Regions from separate parts of the Gossypium arboreum genome. Here all the other regions are linked to region 1. Evidence: chromatin contacts called from public Hi-C data. All regions are on one chromosome and are shown on one strand. The core of a region is the stretch at or near the end of the contact, and the rest is flanking DNA. Distances in the headings are between cores, read along the strand shown. Region 1 holds the start of LOC108460555 (coronatine-insensitive protein 1-like). Region 2 holds the start of LOC108460674 (probable sugar phosphate/phosphate translocator At3g11320). Region 3 holds the start of LOC108460436 (glycosylinositol phosphorylceramide mannosyl transferase 1).

Region 1 (4,113 bases), core at 999-3,498:
GCTATGATGATTGTGAAATGAGTGTTAAATGTTTCGATATGCCATGCCTCTTAACCCTAGTCTAGTGACGGATACGGGTTAGGGGTGTTACATTTAATTGGTATTAGAGCTATGGTTTAGTCAATTCTAGGACTAATATAGCGTATGTGAGTCTAGCTATACATGCCATATTTATGAACTGCGATAGTGTGAGGAATCCTGACAATGAAAATGTATTTTTATATAGTAAATAGATTCCGAACGAGCGGTAGCTGACGATGTTGAAACTAATGTGCCTACTCCCGCGCAAGAGAGAGCGCGATCCGATTCTAGACCGGCTACGAGTAGCCATGATGGAGAGGCTAGACAAGCTTTCTATCAAATGATGAATCATGCTCATCTACAGAAAGCCAAGTAAGAGAAAAGGAAAGAAGAAATTACAAGGTATTGGCGAAATGAATATCAGCTTCAAGAGTCTTAAGAAAATTCTTTAACGATTTCCTCATCTCTCATGTCTCACATTTGTTTTTCTTGCTCAAAAACTTTGTAACTGATTTAGAGCTCAAAATCCAAAATCCAAAACCCAACTACCCATTTACCACAAACAATAAATCCCAACCTAAAATTGAAATCCCTTGCTATTAAGACAAGCAACTTAAAATCTCTTGCAATAAACAGAAATGCCCATAAAAACCAACTGCAATTTGAAAACAACAAGCTTAGATTTCTAACCTAAATTGCCCTAAAACAATCGGATCAACCAATTGACAATTTTTTTTTCGAAAACTCAATTTTTTTCACAGCTCCCTACTAGAGAATACAAGCAAAAAAGCAAAGAGATGAAATTCTCACAATGGAAGTGAGATTGATGGGAATAATAACCTTACTCGTCTAAACTTTGGGAAAGTTTTTGACAATTTCAATGATCGTCATGGGATGAGAATAACCGAACATGAATGAGGAGACAGGGTTGGGGGTGTGGTGGCTTGAGATGTTTGATGAGGGAGAGTGGTACAGGGCAAGAATGGGAAGTTATGTTTTTTTCTTTATTCGGTGGTGGTTGTGTAGTCCTATTCTTTGGGTTTGGTGGGGAATGGCCATTACGGGAGAAGGTAGAATGGGTAATGAATGAGATTTCGTCGAATGAAGGATTCGGTGAATCAAATTAATGAATAATTGTTTATCACTGAATTAACCAGGAATTGATTGGTTATTCATGCCAACCAAACGTAGTGTTAATTACTTGGAATTATAGTTGGATTTGGAAGAAATTCTTACAAAAGCATGATGTTGCATAAAAAAATTGTGTTCCGGAATGGTGTTGTGTGGAGATTCCCTAGTGACAAATATATTGCGGCTAAAGTTTGAGGAGAAAATATGAGTATGTTAAGAACTTGTGGAATAGGACAAAATTGGTTTTGTGGTTCCCAGTTCATATTTGAAAGCATTCATTTCTTAATTTGGATGGTCATTCGTGACAGACTACATACCAAAGGCACGCGCATTAATGGAATGTGCCATGTGGAACAAGAAACCAAAAGCCACATTTTCTTTGGGTGTCCTTTTCTAAGGAGATATGAAATGAAGTATTACTCCTATCCTATGCCACATGGGAAGAGAAGTGGGAAACTAGCAGCATGAGCTTGTATAAGATGTAACTAGATTGAAAGCAAAGGCGTTACTTTAAGACTAACATGAAATGCATATGAAAAGAGCAAAACAGGGTACCTGATAGCTTGTATAGGATATTTGCGAGCTGTTGGTCCAAAGTTGGGAGATTAAATTGTAAGCAAATAGGGCAACTGATATCTTGTCTAGATCAACCAAGAAGAACCCCATTGGCTTTTACTCTTTCAGTCAGGAAATGGTTTTGGTTCTACTACAAGAGAGCTTAGGGATAAACATTAACTGTACTGGTTAATTCCTTGGGTTTCTCCCACCTTCTTTCTTTTTTACCCAAAAAAAAAAAAAAGGAAAAGCATGAAATAGCAGCTGCTTTTAATAAACATTTTTTACGAAAAAAAAATTAATTGAAAATTAAGAAAGGCCACAAGGATGACAACTGCTGGGTGCAGAATATAATTAATAATTAAATTTAATCAGATTAAAAAAGTAGTGGAATAATTCAACAATTAGAAAGACTGAGATGTACCACATCACATTAATACTTCCAATACTGACGCAACCAATCAAAAATTATTAAATTTATTTTTCAGTCTCCACTAATTGGTTGCAATACTATTTTCTTTTGTATTTTTAATATATATATATATTTAATTTAGAGCAGCTGAATTGTCTGGTCTGATCCTATAATTATATTTTTCACTTGGATCTTCTTTTCTGATGAATCTCGGCCGTCCATTTCGACCCTCCTTTATCTACTGAAACTTTTTCTCAGCTCTTTTCTCTTCGCTTTTCTGTGTGCTCAATCAACAATCTCTTCTTCCCCATGCCTTCTCGACCCGATCCTTATCTGACCCGATTCGTTTTATCGCCGGTTGAGTTCCGTTTCGTTTCGGATCCTACCGCCTTTTCTTTTATGAAAAAATAAAACAGAGCTCCGAAAAAAAAGTGTTTTACTTTCTTTAATCAGATCGATCCATTCTTTTTTGTCTGTTTTGGGTTAAAAAACCGTTTTGATTTTAATTTCCCTTTAAAAAAGATCAGTTTTGATTTATTAGATGGAGGAAAATGGTAATAAGTTGCACAAAACGATGACGTCACAACCCGGTATGTCCGATGTCGTATTAGGCTGCGTGATGCCGTACATCGACGACCCGAAAGACCGCGACGCCGTATCTCTAGTTTGCAGGCGGTGGTACGAGCTCGACGCGCTGACTCGTAAGCACATAACGATCGCGCTTTGTTACACGACGAGTCCCGATCGGTTGAGGCGACGGTTCCGTCACTTGGAATCCTTGAAATTGAAAGGGAAGCCTCGGGCTGCGATGTTTAATTTGATACCTGAAGATTGGGGTGGGTACGTTACGCCGTGGGTGAATGAAATAGCGGAGAATTTCAATTGCTTGAAAGCCGTCCATTTCAGAAGAATGATTGTTAAAGATTCGGATCTGGAAGTTTTGGCTAGGTCTAGAGGGAAGGTTTTGCAGGTTTTGAAGCTTGATAAATGCTCTGGTTTTTCTACTGATGGTCTTTTGCACGTTGGCCGTTTGTGCCGGTAACTTTTTCTTCCTTTCTTAATTCTTGTGCAACTATGGGTTCTTGTTTCTTTGTGAAATTAGTCAAGCTTAGGCTTAAGTCCGATGAAATTCGTTCTTTAATTCATTGTTGAAAGTTCTTTTAGTTCGAGCATCTGCTGAAAGAAATGATCAAATATGGATTGAACTCAGTGGGATCGAGTAAAGAGGACTGATTTAGTAAGTTCCAACTACTTGGGGGTTAAACCTTATCTTAGTTTTCTTGAGTTTGGTTGAGTTGAATTGTAGGAATATTTCGATTAGTGTTTATTGGAAGTGGTTATGTTTAATGAAACATGTATTCAATCCCAATTACTTCTATTTGTAACTGTTTAGTTCAAGCGTTTGAAGTCGAGGAAAATCTTTCTTCTCCTCAGCTTGTAAGCATCGTTTACAGATGTGGTTGTTGCTGCGTTTGTTTGAATGTGGAACTGATGGAAAATCAATCTGAACGATGAAACATTTTGATTGCATAGATGGGAAAGTTCCATGAAACTGTATGCGGTCATTTTGAATCCCGAATCTTTAGGAGTTAGTGACTGGTCTACTCAGGGAAGAAGCAACTGTGAAAATTTGGTTTTGTTTGTAGTGCATGATTGTGGTAGTGTTGGTACATTTTACGATTGTAGAACGAATGGAAAATATGTATGAATGATGAAACATCCTGATTGCATATGTGCTAAAGTTGCATGAAATTGTATGGGATCTATGTGATTTCTTGAGCTTCAGGAGTTAGTGAATGGTCAAGTCGGGGGAGGAGCATGGGTGAAAGTTTGGTTTGGTTTGTACTGCTTGTAGTTGCATAGGACCATTGCGATGCCATGTCATGAAGCTTTCTGAGGTTGTAGTAAGGCACTCTAGTATGAATGACAGGATACCGATAACAATACCTGTGTTTTTACTTGATTGATCCATTAATGTTTCATTTTCTTTCAAA
Region 2 (4,113 bases), core at 719-3,218, 320 kb after region 1:
ATGCCAGAGAAAAAGCAGAGGAGGAAAAAGAGATGCATTGATGAATCATAAACAATAAGTTCATGAGTTAATTATCTATATGAAACCAACATAAAAGAATAGATAACCCACAAAGGGGACGGGATCCAGTTACACTAGTGTAAAACTAAAGTAGTTTTACACCTTTTTATATCTCTTCGTATGATTAATATTTTAACAATCCAACCGTTGAATTTATCGTTGAAATTGTAATTGTCATGCATGTAAATTTTCAAACTGATCAGATATCTTCATCATATTGATCTAAAATACTACACATAAATATCTATTAAATGGTTGAAAGATTTTTACCTAAAACAAATCCTTATAAATTTTTAATTTGCATCAAATTTGACATATGAATGGAGGTTGGATCTTAAAATATTGATTGTACAAAAAGATACAAAAGGGTGCACCGGTGTAAATGGATCCCTCTCCATCCACAAATTATGATCATTATTATTTAAAAACCCTCCAAATTAAGATAAGAAACAGGGTATTTCAATTCCATTTTTCAGCAGCTGAAAAGAGCTAGAAGCAAATCCTTCAATTCATAATTCTAAGTTCAAAGTACTGCAATCTACAACAATTAATGGATTCTTTAGGCTACATGATGGTCACAAAATTGAAATGAGACTCAAGAACCCATTTATTTACAACAATACAACACTTTGAACCATTATCCAACAAAAAAAAAGGAGCAAATCAACACTAATTTGAACAAAAATAAAAGAAACCAGTTTCCACATTCCAAAAAGATTATCAACAGATCCCTAAAATAAGCTACCAATTTCATTAACTACTCTATCATCACTTATATTATATAAAACCAACAAAGTTAAGCCAAACCCATTTCCAGTAAAAGCAAAAGAAAAGGGTAAACAATTTCATATTCCAAGAAAAACAAGCAAAATACATACCCCACTGGCAATGATAACCCCAGCAACAACAGGAACAAGGGTAAGATAAGTAAGCCATGCCTCCCTCTTTAATGTCATCAAGTAAGCAAATACCGCCGTAAAAAATGGCGTCGTAGCACCAACAGCCTGATTAAAGCTAACCGGAAGGAACCTCAAAGAAATATTCCCAAACACCACCGACACACAAAATACCAAACTCAACGCCGAAATCTTGAAGAATTGGACCCTAGATCGAATGGTCTGCATGGGGACCATCTTCATCCATGCAATTGCGATGTAGCTTAACAATGAACAAGCTGTCATGTGACACATGGTTAAGAAGATGGGGTATCTGAAACCATAATTGCTTAGTAAATATTTGTTTAACAACAATACACCAATGTTGGAGGAGTACCAGGCTGTTACTAGCCCGATTGTGAACAATTTGGAGTTGGTTTTCATGGTCTTCTTTGGTGTTTTGAAGATCTGGGTATCTGGGATTAAAAAAAGGAGAAAGAAAACGGGATTAACTTGAAATCTGTTAAACAATGGGTCTTTTTCTTGGAAACAAAGGGATTTTTTTTTATTTTTTATTTTTTATTTTGGAATGATGGGATTGAATTAGCTTCTATGGATTTAATTGAAGTTTCTCTTTAGAAAATCAAGGATCCCCATTTCCAAAATGGCAGAAAATCTAGAAATGTTACCTTAAAAAAGAGTTTTTATTTTTTTTAAAAAGAAAGCTTTTCAGTTTTGAGGAACACCAAATGGAAAGAATGTGGCTCTCTCTACAGATTTTTCTGAAGAAAGGACTAAAGAGAGAGGAAGAAATGGGATATAAAAGCTTGTGTGTTTCTGTGTTTCTTTTTGAATTTTTCCTAATGTTATTTATTTAGGGCCTTATGGAAGAGGACAAGGTGGGTTTACCAATTAATTAATTGAGACTCATTAGTTTATTCGTTTGGGTTTATTAGAAATATGTTAGCTCAATTTTAGATACAAAATTCAATAGAAATGAATTGTTTCTTTCTTTTAATTAAGAGTGAAGAGTTTAGCAAAAAATTATCATTTTAATAAATAAAGAAAATCAAAGTAATTTTATAAAGATTCCCCTCTGAGTCGAGCTCGATTAGCCCCTAGCTAAAAACCTAGCAGAAGACCAAAGATGACAATAGATTCCCAAAAAATGAATGATTATCCAAAATCTTCAAATTTAAGTAAAAATCCTTGAGAAAAGAAAATATGTGTAAACAAAATGCTAATTGTCTTATTTCATACACCATCCTAAACAAACCAAAAATAAACACCAAACATGTTGAATAAGTTTATCAGAACAAAGTGAAAAGGCAGAGTCACTCAAGTAGTCAATCACAAGCCGTCCGGCATCGAGACAGCTGCAAACAAAGAAGAAAATGCAAAATTAGGAGATAGTAAACAAGCATTAGTAGCTACAATAGTATGTCACAAGGACGATTTATCACACTCTAAAACGAGATTAATATCACTATATAAACAATTTGAACAAATGTTTTAAGGCGAGGTGCAAGGATCTAGACAAGAATTAGGCTAAAAGATGACAGATTGTGTCAACCATAGCAATGATCAAACGTTTGAATAATTACAGATGTAGTCATTATAAAAGTTGCAGTTGTTCACATGCCTAGACTTCAACACAAATTCACAGCAAAAATTGTAACAGACACACAAAAAGGACATAACAATGAATACAGAAGGCAATTAATGTACAAAAATTAGCTTGTCCGTCAAGCAGCTAATCTTCAAACAGAAAGTTGCAATCATTAAACTGAAGAAGATTCATCACATACAAACAAACAAATCCCGGTTCAACCAAAGAAAGTGGCAAACTCGTAAATCCACAAAACAAATAAGATAGAACATAAACTGTGAAGCCAAGATTACCTTAGATATTGCTAGGGTACATGAAGACTCTGACTAGATCTCCCTGCAATGGAAACAAAAAGATGAAGTAAGATCTAAAACACATTGTTGAGAAATCCATTAAATAATAACAATGTAACACGCTCACCATAGATTTTGGGGGAAGGTTAGACTTGAACTTAGCACGAACAACACCACTGTTACCATGAGGTCTAGTGACCTTTCCCCAAATGCAGCGATAGTGTGAGCCATTCTTCTTCACCTTAGCTTTGTATATATAAGCCATGCGCTTTCCTGCATACCAAGCTACTTCCTCCTTGGTGTTAACTCGCTCAATCTGGATCAAAGAAGTATTTGGGTACTGGTTCGACTTCGACCTAACCACACCACCACCATCAAACAAATAATAAGCTTAAATCCCAAACATAAAATATAACAGCCCCCAAAATCAATGTCTAGTTCTTCAACTCAGAACATCTAAAAAAACACAACTCCAAACCCTCATTCTAAAACCTAGAAATTCAATCACCCTTTATTACCCAAACACTGATTTTAGTTCGAAAATGAAGCACTACCCAGCACCTATAGTCAATAAAAAACCTACTTCAGCAAAAAAACAAAAAGTAACTAATTTTTTGTTTCCTTCACTCAATTTCATAACAAACAAACAATACAGTTAAAACTTCAACTTTATTTTCCATTTAACAGATTAAATCAGCTAAATTTAATCCTACATTTAACTAAATATTCAATTTCCGTAAAAAGAGTTTCCTCTAATTCCTAAAACTAAAAGCCCAGCTTTAAACCAACAACAATAAAACAGTTAATTTTTTTTGGAAAAGTCTTACTACCTTTTGTAACCCAAGATTGTTCCTCTTACATAGAGTCTGCCAAAAAAAAAAGTGAGTGAGTAAAATCCAAAAGCTATATTCCGTACGTCAAACTGGGAAAATTGATAGTAAAAAGGAGGTAGGTTCAGAACGAAGAACAAGTGAAGAGATCAAAGGTTACCTGACACGCTCTCCTTGGCGTCCCTTCACCATTTCCTCCCGATTTGGACGCTGAAGCTTATTCCTTTCGAATCCTGAAAAAGGTCTAAAACCCTAATAAGATTTCCGATTTGGGGGAAATTTATATAGAGCGGCTGTAAGTTTTTAGAAATGAAGGAAATTATGAAATGAAGTTGGGCCAGTTGTCTTTTAATTCAAAGGCCTAAAAATCGAAGGTATCTGTTCATGGGCCAAGGCCTCTTGTTTACATGTTTAGATTTCTAACTATTTATCGTGGAATAGATTTT
Region 3 (4,113 bases), core at 867-3,366, 290 kb before region 1:
AGGCAGCCTTTGAGAGTACCATGCTGTATGTACCAGTCCACCAAACTGACCACCATCCGCCATATTTGTATTTATTCTCTCCTTTCTGCATAAAGATGAAATCAAGAGCTTATCTTTTTTTTTCAAGTAATTTGAATATCTTGCAGTGCAGGAGGTTTATGATCCTCACATTTATGACAACTAAGAAAAAAGAGTTTTGTAATCAATCCATTAGTCAATGCCAAGTAAAAGTTTCAATCAATGGTATACAATATTAACATACGGATAAAGCTACAAGATTTTGTTTAGTAACATGTTAAGTTTCATGAATTTCTCAATGAAGACAACAGATATGAAGCTCAGTGCCAGAAGTAGGCATATTTACAATCATAAGTCAGAAGTCTGAAACTGTATGCCTAAACTTACCAAAGGAAACTGATACAGCAAGGCTAGCATCAAAATCAATTATGATAAATTATTAAAACAACAAAATTGCAGAACATATGCGCACCTTTTGATCTACCCAATGCATACGAGGAACATATCCCACCATTGTATCTGAGGCACTTTGCCAAACAGTGAAAGCAAATTCTACAGAAGTGCAAGGGAATATAACATCATCATCAATTGAGAAAACCGCATCCGTCTTCAAATCCTTAATTTCTTTAAATCTGTTGTTCAAGCTATCTTCTTTATTGATATCAAAGACCAACTCAACTTGCTGATCCTTTCTAGAGTTTGAACGCACAACATGGTTGAGATATCTTTTAAGCGAATCAGATGGAGGATCCGGCTCACTCCATACAATATGTACAGAATCGAGCCTCGGACATGACGTGTAGTGGGAAATCGACTTCTTCAAGAGATCATATCTTTTCCAAGTATTCATTACAATCGAGTATCTTCCCCTGTACTTACACAACCCAGTAATGAACATCATCACTTTATTATCAAATCTGGAAAATTTTTCAGTAAATGCCTTTAAAAGATTTAAGTTTCTACTGTATATCAATCATTTGTTGAAATTTTTAGTAACAATATAAGCTCAGAGTGATTTTGTTCGAGTTCAAGATCCCTAAGAAAATTTAAAAAAAAAAAAAGAACTTTTAAAAGATATGAACTTTCCTATACAAAAAAAAAAAAAACACCCTTCTTTATACATCTAAACAGAATAAACACCAAAAAGAACCTTTAAATTTGAAGTTAGAATTATCAATCACTTCCTAATATTTTAAGCTAAAACGGGCTTAGTTTCAGATCCTAACTGTTGTTATGGTTTAAAAATAATTAAATTACCATAAATAAAAGAACTTGATAACAATTTGATGGAGTTTCCAATAAAAATCTTGATTTAGATGATATATTTACTCGAAGTTTCCAAAAACAAACGAACCTCTTTTAGTCATGGTTCCTTTTTTTTTTATATCTAAACTTGGAAACTACTCAACAAAAATCTGAAAGAAAATTCAAACGAAAATATAAGATTATAAAAGTTAATATATAGTAATAGGGAGATGCACCTTGGAGAAGAAGAGCGGTCAAAGTCACCGGTCCATCCCATAAACGAAGAACTGTCGCGGTTTCGGTTCGCGATTGCGAGTAGACTTAACACGACGCAACCGCAGAGAAGGATCTTGATCTTTGCCGATCCAAGCGTCCCGATCCCAACTTGACGCAACTTGAAAACCGATCGACGGCTAATAGGTAAACCGCCCCTCATCGTCTTCTATCACTCTAATTCCTCAATCTCCCCCCTTTCCCTTTTTCCTTATAAGAAGACTGAGTCGATCTGAAGTCTGAACTCGAGGGATGTGACGTTGAATGGAGCCCGAGTCACGAAACTGAAAATTTCATCCGCCGCTTGTTGAATTGCTATTTATATGATTCGGCTCCGGTGCGGTGAGAGGGAAGTAGATTTGTCGCCGGTGAGGAAGAACCGGTGAAGGGAAAAGGGTGGGGAGAGTTATAGGGTGTGGTTATGTGTATGAGGTTAAGGAGGTAGAGTCCCATAAGATGGATGCTAGGGTAACGCGCGGAGGGATATTATTGGCTGAAACTGAGATGTTGATGTGCTCGTGGTTTTTTATTGCCCATTGCAATGTACGTTCGGGGTTCGTTCCTTTTTAAGAATTCTCAGATCAGGATAGAAGAAAAGATACGTTGATGTGAAAGGAAGTATTGAGAACCGTTGGATTAAAATGGTTCATGACAGTTACTGAGGTTGACCCTTAGCCGACAAGATATTTTATAATTAGGACTTATTCAAATTTATTTGATTTGTTCCAGTAAAATATTTTTAAAAATTCTTCAAACAGCAACACGCTTATGACCACTTCGACGTTAGACCATAAATCAATAAATATAAAAATAATTTTAAAAGAAAATAACTTTATTCTTTTTCTTGTTCATTTGCTTATCCTTATCCGAGGGATTTTTACGATAATAATATAAAAAAAAATTAAAATAGGATGTCCTTAAAATTAAATACGAAAATAGATTATTGCAAGTGATGAAGGGTGGTGCATAGGCGGCATCACCCTCAAATCTAAATATTTTTGATAGATTTGCATGTTAAAAAAAAAAAGAATAGGACGAAAAAAATAATAATAAAATAAGGGTGGAGGGTACCCCACAGGCGGCAACGCTCACTCTTCTGCACCGACGGGACTCCTCACTGCCACCGACGGGACTGCTCTGAGCCACTTCTTTTGTTTTATTATGTGTTTGAGGACCTTAAAATAGTCCCCAATTTCTTTGTGTGCCTGAGTGAAGAAGAAGAAGAAAGGGGGAAGGAGAAGAAGAAGGAAGAGGCAACATTGGTGAGGGAAGAAAAAAGAAAAAGAAAAAGAGAAAGAAAAAGAGAAGGAGAAGAAGAAGAGGAGGGAGGGAAGGAAAAAAAAAGTAATATTTTTTAAAGAAATAATTTTAATTGTTAATTTAAGGAAATAAATGATTTATATTAATTGTTAATGTTATTATTGTTGATTGATTTTGATTTAATTTTTAAATTTAATTTTTGTAAGGTATATTTTGGATAAAAGAGATATTAATGTATGTTTGTATTTATTTTATTTTTATATATATTCTTAATTTATTTTTAATTTTCATTGAAGTAAAAATCCTATCTATGTTATGTACAAAAATATTTTTTATTATTTTATTTAATTTATTTGGTAAGTGTGTTTTAGGTTAATTAGATATATTTTTATTAATTTTATTTGGCATGTTATATTTTGATTTTTTATGTGATGAGTTTTTTACAAAAATAGTATAAAAATATTAAAAGAATAACTTAATAGTATATTTTAAAAATATATTTTAAAAATCTAAAAATAAAATAAAAAAGGTCAAAATCAGAGTTTTTACTAAATTAATATAAATATACTAAAATAATACATATGAAACATTATGTACTAAAATAATAAAAAATAAAATACGAAAATAGTATATTTTGAAAAATAAAATTAAAATAAAATAAAAACAAACGGCCAAAATTAGAATTTTTACTAAATTAATATAAAAAAACTAAAATAATACATTTGAAACATTATGTACTAAAATAATATAAAAAAATAAAATACGAAAATAGTATATTTTAAAAATAAAATCCGAAAACAAAATAAAAAAGACCAAAATCACAGATTTTTACTAAATTAATATAAAAACTAAAATAATACATGAAACATTATGTACTAAAATAATATAAAAATACGAAAATAATATATCTTAAAAATAAAATCCGAAAATAAAAATAAAAGGGCCAAAATCAGAGTTTTTTCTAAATTAATATAAAAAACTAAAGTAATACATGAAACATTATGTACTAAAATAATATAAAAAACAAAATACGAAAATAATAAATTTTAAAAATAAAATCTGAAAATAAAAATAAAAAAGGCCAAAATCAGAGCTTTTTCTAAATTAATATAAAAACTAAAATAATACATTTGAAACATTATGTACTAAAATAATATAAAAGAATAAAATACGAAAATAGTATATTTTAAAAATAAAATCCGAAAATAAAATAAATAAAACGGCCAAAATCATAGATTTTACTAAATTAATATAAAAAACTAAAATAATACATGAAACATTATGTTCTAAAATAATATAAAAAATAAAATACGAAAA

The links. A called contact is a pair of places that touch in the nucleus more often than the background predicts.
Region 2: a contact with region 1 is called in a Hi-C map of leaf, with 3 times the contacts expected there. The contact joins the promoter of LOC108460674 here to the promoter of LOC108460555 in region 1. A contact is called at or near these places in 2 of 5 Hi-C or Micro-C datasets (both in leaf).
Region 3: a Hi-C map of leaf shows a contact between it and region 1, with 3 times the contacts expected there. The contact joins the promoter of LOC108460436 here to the promoter of LOC108460555 in region 1. A contact is called at or near these places in 2 of 5 Hi-C or Micro-C datasets (both in leaf).

What each region holds. Positions count from the first base shown.
Region 1 is chr4:16,583,985-16,588,097 of ASM2569848v2, reverse strand. It overlaps LOC108460555 (coronatine-insensitive protein 1-like), which reads left to right and starts at 2,248. Exons shown (of 3, transcript XM_017760081.2): 1 at 2,248-3,157. The coding sequence starts at 2,661.
Region 2 is chr4:16,260,402-16,264,514 of ASM2569848v2, reverse strand. LOC108460674 (probable sugar phosphate/phosphate translocator At3g11320) reads right to left here and starts at 1,968. Exons shown (of 5, transcript XM_053027029.1): 1 at 1,625-1,968; 2 at 939-1,411. The coding sequence starts at 1,379. LOC108460676 (60S ribosomal protein L35a-1-like) reads right to left here and starts at 3,996. Exons shown (of 5, transcript XM_017760263.2): 1 at 3,828-3,996; 2 at 3,668-3,703; 3 at 2,965-3,193; 4 at 2,838-2,880; 5 at 2,094-2,311. The coding sequence starts at 3,859. The coding sequence ends at 2,839.
Region 3 is chr4:16,870,365-16,874,477 of ASM2569848v2, reverse strand. LOC108460436 (glycosylinositol phosphorylceramide mannosyl transferase 1) reads right to left here and starts at 2,116. Exons shown (of 5, transcript XM_017759929.2): 1 at 1,500-2,116; 2 at 491-887; 3 at 1-85. The coding sequence starts at 1,699. The region is part of intron 1 of LOC128291761 (a long non-coding RNA gene); the gene reads left to right.